Regions from separate parts of the Mus musculus genome. Here all the other regions are linked to region 1. A link is a contact called in public Hi-C and HiChIP or PLAC-seq data. All regions are on one chromosome and are shown on one strand. The core of a region is the stretch at or near the end of the contact, and the rest is flanking DNA. Distances in the headings are between cores, read along the strand shown.

Region 1 (2,543 bases), core at 25-2,524:
CAACTCGTGGTTTATGGTGCAAACAGTATCAGCCCCCCCCCCCCCCCCCCCGCTGTTCTTCTTTAAGGGCTTCAGTCCCTTACTCCCAATGTCCTCTGGACTTCTTTCTCTCTCTGTTGATGCCTGAAATTGAGTAAGTCCCCAACTGATCACATTGTCTTTTCCCTAAATTGATTTCTCCAATGCTTGAATAGATGAATAGATCCCTCCTCTAGTTGCTCAGCCCCCACAATATGTACCCTACCCCCCACTTCTCTCTCCCCTCCGAGTCCTTCACAGATCCTGGAGACAGCCAACCCTTTCATTTCACAGCCCAGACGTACTCAGGGTACCCTGACCTCCCAACTAATGAATTTATTTGTGTATGTATTTGTTTGTTTCTGCTTCTTCTTTTTCCATTTTCATGTATGTGGTGTGCACATATGTAGACGTATATGTGTGTGCCATGCACATGTATGTGTGTACAGGTGCATGTGGAGGCTCATTGTTGATGCTGAAAATAATCCTCAGTTACTCTTCTACCTCGTTCAATGCGGCAGGATTGATCAATCAAACCCAGAGTTCTCCGATATGGCTAGCCTAAAGAGCGAGTTTGCTTTGGAAATCACCTATCTCTGCCTTGGTCTGCTTTAGAACATTTAGCATTGACATGGGCTTCAAAGATCGGAACTCTGGTCCTCACACTAGCATAGCCTACCTGCTGGGCCATCGCCACAGTCCCTACTGGTCTGTCCCCTAATCTTGCTCACCTATCTCTACCCCCCAAAAAGAACCTCATCTTTCTAAGCTGGACCTTCTATCATGTCAAAGGAAGAACTTTCACTTCCTTCTCAAACTCCTTAGCATTTGAGGCGGCTTCCCAGGTTCAATGCAACTGGCCTCAGCCTGACTTGACCCCCTATAATTTCTCTGTTAAACCATCCCACATCCCAATATACACACAGTAAATTCTAGCCTCTTAAAGCTACTAGTAGTTTCCCCACATGCCTCAGTCTTTCTGTGTGGCACAGACAGTATGACTCACCGAATACCATGTGTGACCCAGGAATCATTGCTAGCGTGGATCACTGAGTCACCCAGGGAAGACAGTTGTGTGCTGAACTCACATCAGATTTCAGAGGGATAGGAAGCAAGCTTTTCTCAAATTGAACTACCGAGACACTGAGAGCCTGTGGTTCCCTCTTCGCTGGTGTCACTGGTGTTTGGTTTTGTGAGAAATGGTCTCACTCTGTAGCCCACGCTGGCCTCATACAGCAATCCTTCCCCAGTACCCTCAATTCTGGGACTGCAGCTGTGCACCAAGCATTCTGCCATTCCCTATGGCTGCATCAGGACCAAGCCTGGCCTTGCTAGATTTCACTCTACACCCTGCTCCTGTAAGACCCCCGAAGCTGGGCCTCCGCTCAAGTCCCGAGATTAGTTGGCCAACACCCCAACGTCCCGAGAGATAACCACACCTGATGCAAACTGCAAGAGGTTTTATTATCAGCTAGCTGAGGACGAACCCCTCGAGCCTTTCAGGGCAGGGGAGTTCGACCCTGAGGGAGCGGTGACAGTAGGGGGCTTTTAACAGGTAGCTGAGGAATGGGAGGAGTTGGGAGGAGAGTTGGGAGGAGTTGGGAGGAGTTGGAAGGAGTTGGGAGGAGTTGGAAGGAGTTGGGAGGAGTTGGGAGGAGTTGGGAAAAAAGTTGGCTACAGCTCCTTTCTGGCGAGGGGAGAGTGAGCTGCAGCCTCCTCTCCAGTGTCTATCTCCATGTCCTTGTAGGTCTTCCTACAATTATCTCATCTCTAGCTGTAAGGCACAGAAACAAAAAGGCTTTTTGCTGGCTATAGAGAACAAAGAGCTTCTTTCTGGCTGTATTTTTAGAGATCAGGGAAAACAAGTTTGGGGAATGTCCAGGGGCTTTACCTTCCAGGGAGAAATGCTCTAAGTCGGGGTCCCACACTCCCTACCTAGACACCATGTGTTTGTCTAGTGGGCTTCAGTGTGAGTTCTTCCTAAGAACATCCTTACCTATCGGCTTCAAGAGGCTAGAATTTACTGTGTGTTTTGGGATGTGGGATACCTCGACAGCCTGACACAGGATGGATGGGCTGGAGGCCAACCTGGGCCACATAACAAGTTCCAGGCCAGCCTGGGCTACATGATAAACTATCTCAAACAAACAAACACACAAACAAAACTAGTGAAAGAAGGAAAGAAAGAAAAGATATTCAATTTTAGGTCCACAGATTAGCATACTAACTCCTACACTCTCCTGGACACTGAAGGCTTGCTGTTTTTACTTGGATTCAATCTTTAATCCCTCTGAGGGTGCTATAAAAATAACGGAAGAGTTGGGAGAGTATTAAGTTCCTCTTTCAAATGACTTATCCTCAGCCAGGGAAGTTGAAAAATGTGCAGACATGTCCTTTCCTCTACCCCTTCCCTCCCTTTGAGGTTTCATCTCCACTACCTGTTGTCATCTCAACATCTCCTCTTAACTCGGCACTAAACCAGCAGTTAAGTCACCAAGGCCATAGCTGTCTCACAAAGCCACAGT
Region 2 (2,543 bases), core at 30-2,529, 250 kb after region 1:
TTTGTCATGAAGCCCTGGCAAACTGAACAATAATCAGAAGTTTGCTTCATTGGCTCCACAAGTCTGATTTGGTTTGGTTAGTAATTAAATATATACTCATTTAAAACTTTGTCCTAAGTTCCTTTAAAGGGAGGAGGGATGTCCTCCCTGTGGAGATGGCTCAGCAGTTAAGAGCACTGGCAACTTTTCCAGAAGTCCTGAGTTCAACTCCCAACACCCACATGGTGGTTCACACAGTCTATGGCTCTAAGACCAAGGGATCCGATGCCCTCTTCTGGTGTGCAGAAGTACAAGCAGACAAAACCCCATACACATGAAATACATAAATCTTTTTTAAAAAGTTTCTGGGAGGAGGTTTGGATGAAACAGAAGACAAAAACTGAGGATTGCCTAATAATTCTCAAAATATTCTCACTGTGCTCTTGCAGGAAAAAGCCGTGGTGGTATGGGGGTGGGGAGAGAGAGAGAGGGAGGAAGAGAGGAAGGAAGGGAAGGAGGGACCCTGATGTCCTGATTTGCAAATCAAGAGAGTTGGGCTGGGCAGACGTGGAGGTGGGGTGGGGAGTGGGAGCACACCTTTAATCCCAGCGTTTGGGAGGCAGAGGCAGAAGGATTTCCGTGAGTTTATAGGCCAGCCTGGTCTATAAAGCGAGTTCCGGGGCTGTTACACAGAGAAATCATGTTTTGAAAGAAAAACAAAAACAAAATATGAGAGAAAGAGAGAGAGGCTTCTCAGCCCTTTCCAGCTTCGTAAAGCTTTAATTTTCAAGAATGCTCTTGCCAGGCAGTGGTGGCGCACGCCTTTAATCCCTGGATTTGGGAGGCAGAGGCAGGCAGATTTCTGAGTTCAAGGCCAACCTAGTCTACAGAGTGAGTTCCAGGACAGCCAAGGCTATACAGAGAAACCCTATCTCGAAAAACAAACAAACAAAAAAAGGAATGCTCTGCATTCATTCCCTGAATATCTACTTGCCACCAGGACACAGCAGTAAACAAAAAACCAAACTACTTTCACATAGTTTACAATCTAGCGAACAAAGACTAAGGAAACAAGAAAGATATATGTGGAACTACATATTAGAACATGCAAAGGAGACGAGAAGGGGAGCAAAGTAAAATTTAGTAGAAACAGCCTTTCACCCCATTCCGAAAGAGAATAAGACAAAAGAACTAATTGGAACCCGCCAGGTGAAGGGACGCGCAGCTTGGCCACCTTAGCGCCTGCGCACTGAGACGTCGTGCAGACGCCGTCTGGCGGTGTCTCGGAAGCGCATGCTCGGGAGCGCGCGCTCGGCGTTGGAGGTGGTTGGTCGGTGAGAGTTGATGGAGGAGATTCGAGGTGAAGGGGGAAAGCACGTGATGAAATGTGGTCCAGAGAGCTTGTCTAACTGGACAGGAGCAATGGTGACTGCCGCGGGCCTGTCTGGCGGGGCCCCGGCTCCCCCGGAGGTGCGGGGTGGGTGGATTGCGCAGGCGCGGCCCGGCCTGCACGGGATGCCCGACTTTCCAGACCCTAGAACTGCTCATTACACATTCACCCCGTTTGCCAACGGTGGCTAAATGCTGTCGTAGCCCCGGTTTTTCCAGGCTTTAAAAACAAAACAAAAGAGCCTGTCACCTGCCTCACTGTTGTCACTTAAGAATGAGACCTTTAACTACCTAGAGTCTTAGGGTTTGTATAAGAAAACCTGGAATCAGGGTCCGACCACCCCATACACTCACTTTTTATTGCCAAGCTATGTTCTGGGGATATAAAAGACCGAGAGTATCAATATAAAAGAATATCAGTAATAAGGGCCTTTCTGCAAGCTATCAAGCTACACAGGAGCAGGACTTAAATATCAAAGGAGTTTTACCTCCCCCACCCCCACCTCTTCCTGAGAAAGTAATGGCTTACTGTGTCTCCTTGATAGATTTGACTTTGACTTAGTCCCATTGTTTTTTTTACCTTCTTACTTACAGTGTCTTAGAACATCAAAGGATTTTCTAAAAGCCGTGGTTATTGTGTAAAGTATAAATGTTATGAAACTAGCTTGGACTTTTTTCATGAATAATTTCTAGCTAATGTTTCTTAGCTGCGTTTAATTTAGGCATCTGTTTTTAGTGAAGTGCTTAGAAATTTGAATAGTGTCTTTACGGATCAGCATCTAGCGTAATTATAATTTCACTCTAGGGCATTCATTTTAGGAACAGCGAAAATTAATGAAATTATGAATGCTTTGGAATTGAAGCTTGTTATACCAGTGCATGAGTTTTGTGTGCTGTCTAGAAACTAGAAGTATACTTCCCTTTCGCGTTTTGGTTTAATACTCTAACTGTAGTTCTTTGTAATAGTCGAGAGAAATGGGTGATGTGATATAACTGAGGTTTGCTAGAGTATGTGTTGTGTTTTGTTTCCTGTAGGTGATTATTTTCCAGTCAGAGAAGGAAGCCAGTGTCTGCCACTCCCTCCACATGTGTCCCTGCCATGATCAGGTGTCTATCAGATGACGTAAAAACCAAGTTGCGTTCCGGTTTAGCCATAAGCTCCTTGGGCCAGTGTG
Region 3 (2,543 bases), core at 16-2,515, 210 kb before region 1:
GGATAGTCCATCCTTTCATCTCAGCTCCAAACTTTGTCTCTCTAACTCCTTCTTTGTTCCCTATTCTAAGGAGGAATGAAGTACCCACACGTTGGTCTTCCTTCTTCTTGATTTTCTTGTGTTTTGCAAATTATATCTTGGGTATTCTAAGTTTCTGGGCTAATATCCACTTATCAGTGAGTGCATATCAAGTGACTTCTTTTGTGATTGGGTTACCTCACTCAGGATGATATCCTCCAGATACATCCATTTGCCTAAGAATTTCATAAATTCATTGTTTTTAATAGCTGAGTAGTACTACATTGTATAAGTACCATACTTTCTTTATCCATTCCTCTGTTGAGGGACATCTGTGTTCTTTCCAGCTTCTGGCTATTATAAATAAGGCTGCTACGAACATAGTGGAGCATGTGTCCTTATTACCAGTTGGAACATCTTCTGGGTATATGCCCAGGAGAGGAATTGCTGGATCTTCTGGTAGTACCCAATTTTCTGAGAACTCCTCTTTCACGGTTCAGGTGTCACGGACCTGGACAAAGAGAGAAGATCCAGAAGGAGCTATGTGCAGGGAGTGAAAGCGGGGAAGTGCTTCTGTTCACCTGCCCATTGATCACACTCATGTCCGCATTTCAGTTGAGACTGAAATCACTAGGCAGCCACACATTTCAGATTGAGGTGACTCCTCACTGCCATAAAGGTCAAACACCCTGTGCTGACACAGCTCCCCCTCCCCCACCGACTTGAGTCATTGTGTCTGAATGACTGTGCTGACACAAACGGGCCTCAGCTGGTGAATCCAACGGACAGAAGAAGTGGGGCACGGGGCAGGGCAGCCTGGCAGAGCAGAGACACTGGGCACAGGGGTTTTCTCTGCTCTGTGACCAGAGAGCTAGCTGGTTGCTTGATGACTAGAGCCGAACACGACAGTACAGAAATTAGAGGACTTGCCATAGAGGAGGTATGGGATGAACTTTGACCCTCACATCAAATGTCTTCAAGGTGATATGTGGAGGCCAGGTGGAACCCCCAAACTGTTGAGAGCTTCCTGTCAATCATTTATGACTCCCTTTATAGTGAGCTTTGGGGGTGCCCAGAGAGGTGGAAGCTTACATCCAGAGATCACAACTGTGCACCCCACTCCTGGCAGAGCAAGGAAGGTATGACCATTGGCCGGAACTTCAATGGTCAGCTCAGCGTGAAACAGGGACCAAAAATTGGCACGTGCAGTTCTCCATCTTATCGCTAGGTGGCAGCACTACCTAGGTGCTGTCCCCGTGGTTCTGTGTACAATGTGGAGCTAGAGAACCTTCCTTAGCGTTTCAAGCCTGGCCCGAAGATCCCAGCTTTGGGGTCAGCGCAGGCCAGCCTGAGTCCTGTGTTCGCACTTAATTAACACGGGCAAACCAGGTAGCGTCTTTTGAGGCTGTTTCTGTATCTAAGATGAGGGTTACAACAGTTCCTGAAAACATCACGAAAAGAAAAATAGGGCCAAAAAGGATGCCACCGGCAGTCTCTGCCAACCCTCGGAGCACATTCACATCCCTCCCCCATTGCAGTTATTTTTATTATTTTGTCCTTCACACTCACCCCAATGCTCACTTCAAACAAGCATATGAAAGCATTTTGAGGTAGGGAGAGAGAGGGCAGGATTGCCATCACTCTGAAACTGTAAGTCCCTTCCCTCTACAGGCTGACTTGGTCATTATGTCTCATAACAGCAATAGAAAAGTCACTAATACAGAGGAGGGAAGAGGGACAGAGGGACAGAGGGACTAGGCCGGTGAAGAACAGCAGAGTCCCAGAATCTTCTGCAAGGGTGCACCTTCAACGACCTAAGGAGCTCCTCTTGACCCTTGTATTTGGTTTCGGATCAAGGACAAGAGACCCAAGTGTGGATCTTACATACCAAAGCAGACCTGGCCTCCAGATTCTCCCAGAATCCCTCAGTCTCTACCTGGCATACCCTGCCCCCAACCTTGAACTTTCTAGCCCAGGGTCTGGGCTTTGGCTGTCGTGTCCCCCCCCCCCCCCAATCTCTTCCCTGTAAAATCCAGACATTTTCATCTCTTTTTTTCCTACTCTCTCAAAATGTTGAAATGTCATTGCAAGTCACCTCAGGCCCTCTTTCTTATCTTCATTGAGTTTATTAATATTGAACTCCAGATTATAAAATGAGTAAAGTCTTTCTGACTTTGAGGGGTAAACTTGACGATAACCCTGCCTAAAAGAGCCACGGAACCCATGGGATATCTGGGTTGCAGTTTTTAAGACATTGGCATTCCCACTTGTGATCCGGCCAAGCTTTTTTTTTCTCACACTTGGCACTGCAGTATTTGGCGGTTCGGCACAGAGAACACCACACCATCTTTTCTTTCTTTTGCCAGGGCTTCAAAAAGGTTAAAAGTAGACAGCGGCAGCTGAGAATCATCTGTGATATGTTATTTGTCCGCTGCCAGGGAAATGAGCCAATTCAAGTCAGATTATATTATATTAAAGTGGGTTTATTGAGAAGCTGCTCTCGGGCAAATTCACTGGCTCCAAGG
Region 4 (2,543 bases), core at 21-2,520, 190 kb before region 1:
AAGTCCCCTGAGAGGCAAAGGAACCTCATTTCAGGCCAGAAGCTTGCAGGCAGCTCTTCTGCAGATCTGGGATTTGGGAAGAAATTTGGACTCTGGAATCTGGGCTTTTCTTTTCCATGTGTGTGCACACATGTATGGGTGCAGGTGCACGCATGTGTGACACGCACATGGAGGTCAGAAGAACTCCCACGGGCACCGTCCACATTTTGTTTGAGAGAGGATGTCTCATTACCTGGAACTGCCAGTGGCCCTCGGGCTTTCAGGGATCTGCCTCCAATCTCGCCATCGCCCACATTCCAGCCACGTGCTCCCCCCGCCCCACTTTTTATATGGGTGCTTGAGAACACAATTCAGGTCCTCCGTTAGCACTTTACCAACGGAGCCAACACCTCAGTTCTGGAAATCTGAGCTTTTAACAGGTGTCTTAGGTCGTTTTAACGCCCGGGCAAGTTTAAAAACCCTATTAAATATGATACAAATAATTAAAGCCTGCTTTAATTATTTAAGCATGTATTAAATGCCCGTTTAAGCTCCAAGTGAACTTAAGTGTTTGTGGACTGACTGGCTGATAACATCAATTGTTGGCATGAGAATGTTGACTCAAAAGTATAGTGGTTAGCAGATGTACGATAACTTGACATTTAAAATTAACCCTAAATGATCCAGCAGGAGTGAGCTGCAGGCTAAGGAGAGATGGGATTTATCAGCTATACTGCCAATCACGGAAACTCAGTACAGTCGGGGTTTCTCTTTTAAGTTGTGGAGGAGCAGAGGACCCTGACATTGCTCATCAAGACAGCTTCCATTTCTTTTGAAGGTCATATGGGAAGGCGCTGAGCCTCAGCGACACTTTGAATGCTCTCTGAGCTAACCAGGGCCCCTAGTCTGGTGCAAAGGAAACCCCCATCTCAAGCGGGCTGAGGGAAGCCGACAACTGGATGCTCAATCCCTGGCTGCTGCTGTTCCTGCAGGCTGAGGCCAGCTGGGCATTTCGCTGGTTTTTGTTTTCTGGCACATCCCAGAGGGAGGTCAGCCTTTTACCAGGAAGGCAGCGCCCCGTTACTGAAAGGTGGGCGAAATGAACCTGGTGGAGCGGTATGCTAAGACGGGAACTGGGGCCCTGAGTCCTGGCCCTTTCCTCGCCCCCTCTGAGAGTTTCCACTGGTTACACCATTTACTGTAAGTTCCGTGCTCCGAAGAGCCTGGGCAAACCCCAAGGCAGCAAGGAGGGACGGACTGGGTGGGCGGGCTCCGATCGTCTCCCCGCCTAGAGGCCGGCCTAGTTTTCGGGAAGTGACTGCAGGGCAAGTCACTAGCAGGCGCTCTGCGGAGCTCCCGCTGGCCTTCTCCTGTCACCTCCTGGGCCTACAGATGCCAAAGCCCACGCTGGGGTAGACCTGACTAACCACTGCCTGCTGCCTCTCACCATGAGGCAAAGTGTGTCTTTACCTCTTAAAGCCAGACGGCTGCTTGCAAGAGGAATGTCTGTAAGCTCGGAGCCTTGCAGACACTGGCCACTCCCTAGAGAAAGAATGACTTGTAGGAGGAAGTGGCTGCTTTGGGCCCCATCCCTCTAAGCTGTAGAGGGCAGCAGGGCCTCTGGAGAGGACTCATCTAGCTAAAGGGACAGTTGGGGTCAGCTGTTTATCCACAAAGACAATGACTATACCCCTACCCAACTTCCGGGTGTGAGAAGGGACGGAACTCAGTGAGGGAGAGGGGTGAGGGTGTGTGTGTGAAGGAAATGTCCTTCTACTAGGCAGTGTGGAGATCAAGCGAGCCTGCCTCCCTCCCTGCTCCACCTTAGCCTGCTCTCTTCACCTTTCAGAATGTGGTTAGGCCCATCAGGGTTCTCACAACGGCTGCTGCAGTCAGTATAGCCATCCTACCAAGGAAACCAATTGAGACCTGGAGCAAAACCATACTGCCTGGGTCCCTAAAAACAGGCTGGTGGCAGCAGTTATGAGAGGTGCTGTGGTCCTCATGTGTGTCTCCTCAGAAGCACAAAAACTTCAAATGCTGGATCCAAAGACCCATAGCCAGGAAGATCTGGGCTCCCACTGGATTCCTCCTTTCTGCCTCTCCTGTATTGAGGGTCTGACTATAGGAGCAACGAGAAGTCCTCAGCCCCCTGTGCCCCCAGTGCCCTCCCAAGGGATAGCAGCACAACATCACATAATACCACGGGCTGAGTTGGCCACGCCCCTGAAGCCACAGAATCGCCCACTTCCATCTGCCACCCTGGAAGAGCACTCCATTGAAGCGTCATCTTTCAACATGAGCCAGCCCTGGCTCCATGACCATGGTGATCATTGGTGGTCTTGGCTGCGTGGCCCCAGGAGGACTCTCTTTTCCTATTGGATGCCAGCTGCTTCGCCTGAAGGCAAGATGACTAGTCCAAAAAGATCCTCAGCTGGAGCCTGCTATTCCTGACATTGGGTCCTCCAGGGAGGACTAGTATTGTTGGTGACAGGTTCTAACTAACTAGATCTGGGTTAACCTTGCCATTTGGTGGTTATAGGCTACACGGGGTGCCCGTTGGG
Region 5 (2,543 bases), core at 14-2,513, 130 kb before region 1:
ATGTGCAGAAAGAGCTGTTTTTAGGGTGATTATCCTTTTACCTGGTTTGGGAATCTGAGCATGGAGGAATAGACACAGCTTTGCAAAGCAAAACAGAGTCCACATGGGACCACATCCTCTCTTACCCCAGCATGAGGGAGGGGCTGCTGCTTTCTGCATGACCCCCTCCCCTGCCCAAGCTGGAGGAGGAAGAGGAAGAAGAGGAGGAGGAGGAGGAGGAGGCCATTTCAAGAAACTGTTGGGTTGAATGGCCTCCATTTAAATCCTGAGTGTCTCTGGGCAAGAGATGGCAAAGGACTTCCCAACACCAGGTATAGGTTAGTGTGGACTACCCTGGGCTCTGTCTAGTGGAACCATCTAGAGGAGGCCAAATGTGCCATGGCCTTTTTGGCTCTGGTGTCTCATTAGTTATATGGTATAGATGACGGATGAGCTACAGCTGCAGGGTGGACAATCTGCAGAGCCTGGAAACTGTCAGGTTTCCAAGTCACTGGCATGGGCTAGAGCACTATCCCCAATACTTAAACTATGTTGTCTCCAAACCCAGAGGTCTGCTAAGGCCATGGCCCCTTCTCTGTGGCAGGTATAACATGCAGTAACTTGAGTCTTGCTTTGAAGGGACGCTTTGGAGATTTCAGACCAATGGCGACCTGAGAATGTTGTCAACGTGGCAGGTCGACACATCCACCTAGGGTTTCTTTCCCATTGTCTCTCACCTCTGTGCTTACTAGGTGTCTGGTGATTGCCACTCCTTGCTCTGAGGGTCTCGTGAGCATAATGACACCCATCCAGTGGGAGCCTCAGGAGACTATGGAGTGTCAAGAGGCCCAAACTTCCCATGAGTCACAGTAGGATGGAGAGCGGGAGAGTCAAAGTAACCCCTAAGCTAGACACTGAACGGATGCTTCTGGCTTTCCCATGTGAGAGGAAGCTGATTTAGACCCTCCCATTGGTGAAACAGGAGAAGAATACATTTACCAATTAGAACTGAAAACAGTTGCCATTTATTAGTCAGCTTTCCACTGCTCCAACAGAATATCCAAGATAACCATGCACTTGGGATTAGTCTGTTATTTCTGAGGCTTTGGTTCCAAGTTGCTTGACCCTGTGGCCTTGGACCTGTGATGAGCCAGAGACCATGGCACAGGAAGTCACTCATGTCCTAGCAACCAGAAAACCCAAAGAAGAGAGGAAGGAGCTGGGGTCCCAATATCCTCTTTGAGGACACACCACTAGTGAACTAACTTCCTCCTACATAGCTATACTTCTCTAAAGTCCAACCACTTCCTAACAGCACCACAGGCTGAGGTTCAAGTCACTAACGCATGGGCCTTTGGAAGATGTTCAACATCCAAGCAATGGTACCAGTTAAAGTGAACTACTATTATTATTTATCCTACCTGTTGATGGAGAGTAAGAATGCCTTGCCTGAGTGACCACCCCCCAGCACACTGCCAACAGTAGTCTAGAATCACAGTAGTCAACCATCACCCTCTGCAATCCACCCTTCTCAGGGGTCAGTGAGTCCAATGGGGGTCTGTTGGGACCACGATCACCCGCATCCTCTGGGTTCTGGCTTCAGGCGCTCTTTCTCTGCAGTTGCCCGTGCAGAGGGTGTGGTATCATTTCTGATTTCTTGCTGGGATGGAACGGTTTTAAATGAGTCTAGTCAGCTTTTTCCCACCAAAAGCCACTGAGTCTGGAGAACGAACGTGAGGACTCTGCAGTCCCCAAGAGTCTTCATCCCAAGTGCACACCTTCCAGTTTGGCAAGCACTGACAGGAAGGATGTGACTGTAACTCGCCACTGTGGGGCAGGCTGGGGCCAGGCGCCATCCCTCTCAAAAGTGACACTGTCGTTCTCAACACCGTGACCAAAAGTGACTTGAGGAAGAGAGGGTTCATTTTAGCGTATAATTCCATAGCACTGTTCATCACGGAGGGAAGGCGGGGCAGGAACCTGGAGGCAGTCACTGATGGAGTGGCCACTGAGGGGTGCTGCTTACTGACTTGTTCCTCATGGCTTCTGCTTGCTTTCTTTCTTTCTTTCTTTCTTTCTTTCTTTCTTTCTTTCTTTCTTTCTTTCTTTCTTTCTATTTTTTTGGTTTTTCGAGACAGGGTTTCTCTGTATAGTCCTGTCTGTCCTGGAACTCACTTTGTAGACCAGGCTGGCCTCGAACTCAGAAATCTGCCTGCCTCTGCCTCTGCCTCTGGAGTGCTGGGATTAAAAGCATGTGCCACCACGCCGCTGGGCTTCTGCCTGCTTTCTATAGCACCCAAACACCCCCTCCTAATTTCAGGTGTTAGGGTCTGTTGCCCTAGGGTGGTTTGTTTGTTTGTTTGTTTGTTTGTTTGTTTGTTTTTAGGGCCCTGAATTGGGTATAAAAGAATTCATCAAGGGGACGGGGAGATGTGCTTGGTAGGTGAGAGAGCTTACTGCTGAGGGTGGCCACCTGGATTTGATCCCTGGGACCCACATGGTGGAAGAAAACAGATTCTTTTAGGCTGTTCTTTGAGCTCAATAAGCAAACTGTGGTATGAAGA

The links. Hi-C and Micro-C count contacts between places; a contact is called where the count stands out from the background. HiChIP or PLAC-seq counts read pairs in DNA pulled down with a chosen protein or histone mark.
Region 2: an H3K4me3 HiChIP or PLAC-seq map of bone marrow-derived macrophages shows a contact between it and region 1, with 4 times the contacts expected there. The contact joins the promoter of Mlh3 here to the enhancer-like site in region 1. A contact is called at or near these places in 2 of 115 datasets of contacts at active chromatin or transcription factors (bone marrow-derived macrophages and embryonic stem cells) and 2 of 9 other capture datasets (adipose tissue and liver).
Region 3: a contact with region 1 is called in a Hi-C map of bone marrow-derived macrophages, with 24 read pairs. The contact joins two enhancer-like sites. A contact is called at or near these places in 1 of 39 promoter capture datasets (the C10 cell line), 6 of 15 datasets of contacts at CTCF or cohesin (the NIH/3T3 cell line, embryonic stem cells, hippocampal excitatory neurons and 3 more), 114 of 484 Hi-C or Micro-C datasets (3T3-L1-derived adipocytes, the AML12 cell line, the AtT-20 cell line and 65 more), 6 of 115 datasets of contacts at active chromatin or transcription factors (CD8 T cells, astrocytes, bone marrow-derived dendritic cells and 3 more) and 2 of 9 other capture datasets (adipose tissue and bone marrow-derived macrophages).
Region 4: a Hi-C map of bone marrow-derived macrophages shows a contact between it and region 1, with 31 read pairs. The contact joins two enhancer-like sites. A contact is called at or near these places in 2 of 484 Hi-C or Micro-C datasets (bone marrow-derived macrophages and nephron progenitors), 10 of 115 datasets of contacts at active chromatin or transcription factors (T-cell acute lymphoblastic leukemia, bone marrow-derived macrophages, embryonic stem cells and 3 more) and 5 of 9 other capture datasets (adipose tissue, bone marrow-derived macrophages, embryonic stem cells and 2 more).
Region 5: a Hi-C map of bone marrow-derived macrophages shows a contact between it and region 1, with 68 read pairs. The contact joins two enhancer-like sites. A contact is called at or near these places in 1 of 39 promoter capture datasets (embryonic stem cells), 1 of 15 datasets of contacts at CTCF or cohesin (large pre-B cells), 58 of 484 Hi-C or Micro-C datasets (8-cell embryo, B cells, CD4 single positive thymocytes and 29 more), 19 of 115 datasets of contacts at active chromatin or transcription factors (the 230-238 cell line, CD8 T cells, the HPC-7 cell line and 12 more) and 2 of 9 other capture datasets (bone marrow-derived macrophages and embryonic stem cells).

Annotation. Positions count from the first base shown.
Region 1 is chr12:85,518,257-85,520,799 of GRCm38.p6, reverse strand. No RefSeq gene overlaps it. Among named protein-coding and RNA genes, the nearest start is that of Gm32296, 10 kb to the left of the region's middle. Within about 2 kb of position 1,274, at least 46 of the 459 cell types and tissues checked have an H3K27ac peak or open chromatin away from gene starts, as enhancers often do. A contact at or near this core is called in the HPC-7 cell line, bone marrow-derived macrophages and microglia, where this site is marked.
Region 2 is chr12:85,269,335-85,271,877 of GRCm38.p6, reverse strand. Mlh3 (mutL homolog 3) reads left to right here and starts at 1,279. Exons shown (of 12, transcript NM_175337.2): 1 at 1,279-1,339; 2 at 2,404-2,543. The coding sequence starts at 2,468.
Region 3 is chr12:85,728,288-85,730,830 of GRCm38.p6, reverse strand. No RefSeq gene overlaps it. Among named protein-coding and RNA genes, the nearest start is that of Flvcr2, 17 kb to the left of the region's middle. Within about 2 kb of position 1,265, at least 10 of the 459 cell types and tissues checked have an H3K27ac peak or open chromatin away from gene starts, as enhancers often do. A contact at or near this core is called in bone marrow-derived macrophages, where this site is marked.
Region 4 is chr12:85,704,413-85,706,955 of GRCm38.p6, reverse strand. The region is part of intron 2 of Batf (basic leucine zipper transcription factor, ATF-like); the gene reads right to left. Among named protein-coding and RNA genes, the nearest start is that of Batf, 19 kb to the right of the region's middle. Within about 2 kb of position 1,270, at least 326 of the 459 cell types and tissues checked have an H3K27ac peak or open chromatin away from gene starts, as enhancers often do. A contact at or near this core is called in bone marrow-derived macrophages and microglia, where this site is marked.
Region 5 is chr12:85,646,846-85,649,388 of GRCm38.p6, reverse strand. It overlaps the pseudogene Gm33312. Among named protein-coding and RNA genes, the nearest start is that of Batf, 39 kb to the left of the region's middle. Within about 2 kb of position 1,263, at least 45 of the 459 cell types and tissues checked have an H3K27ac peak or open chromatin away from gene starts, as enhancers often do. A contact at or near this core is called in the HPC-7 cell line and bone marrow-derived macrophages, where this site is marked.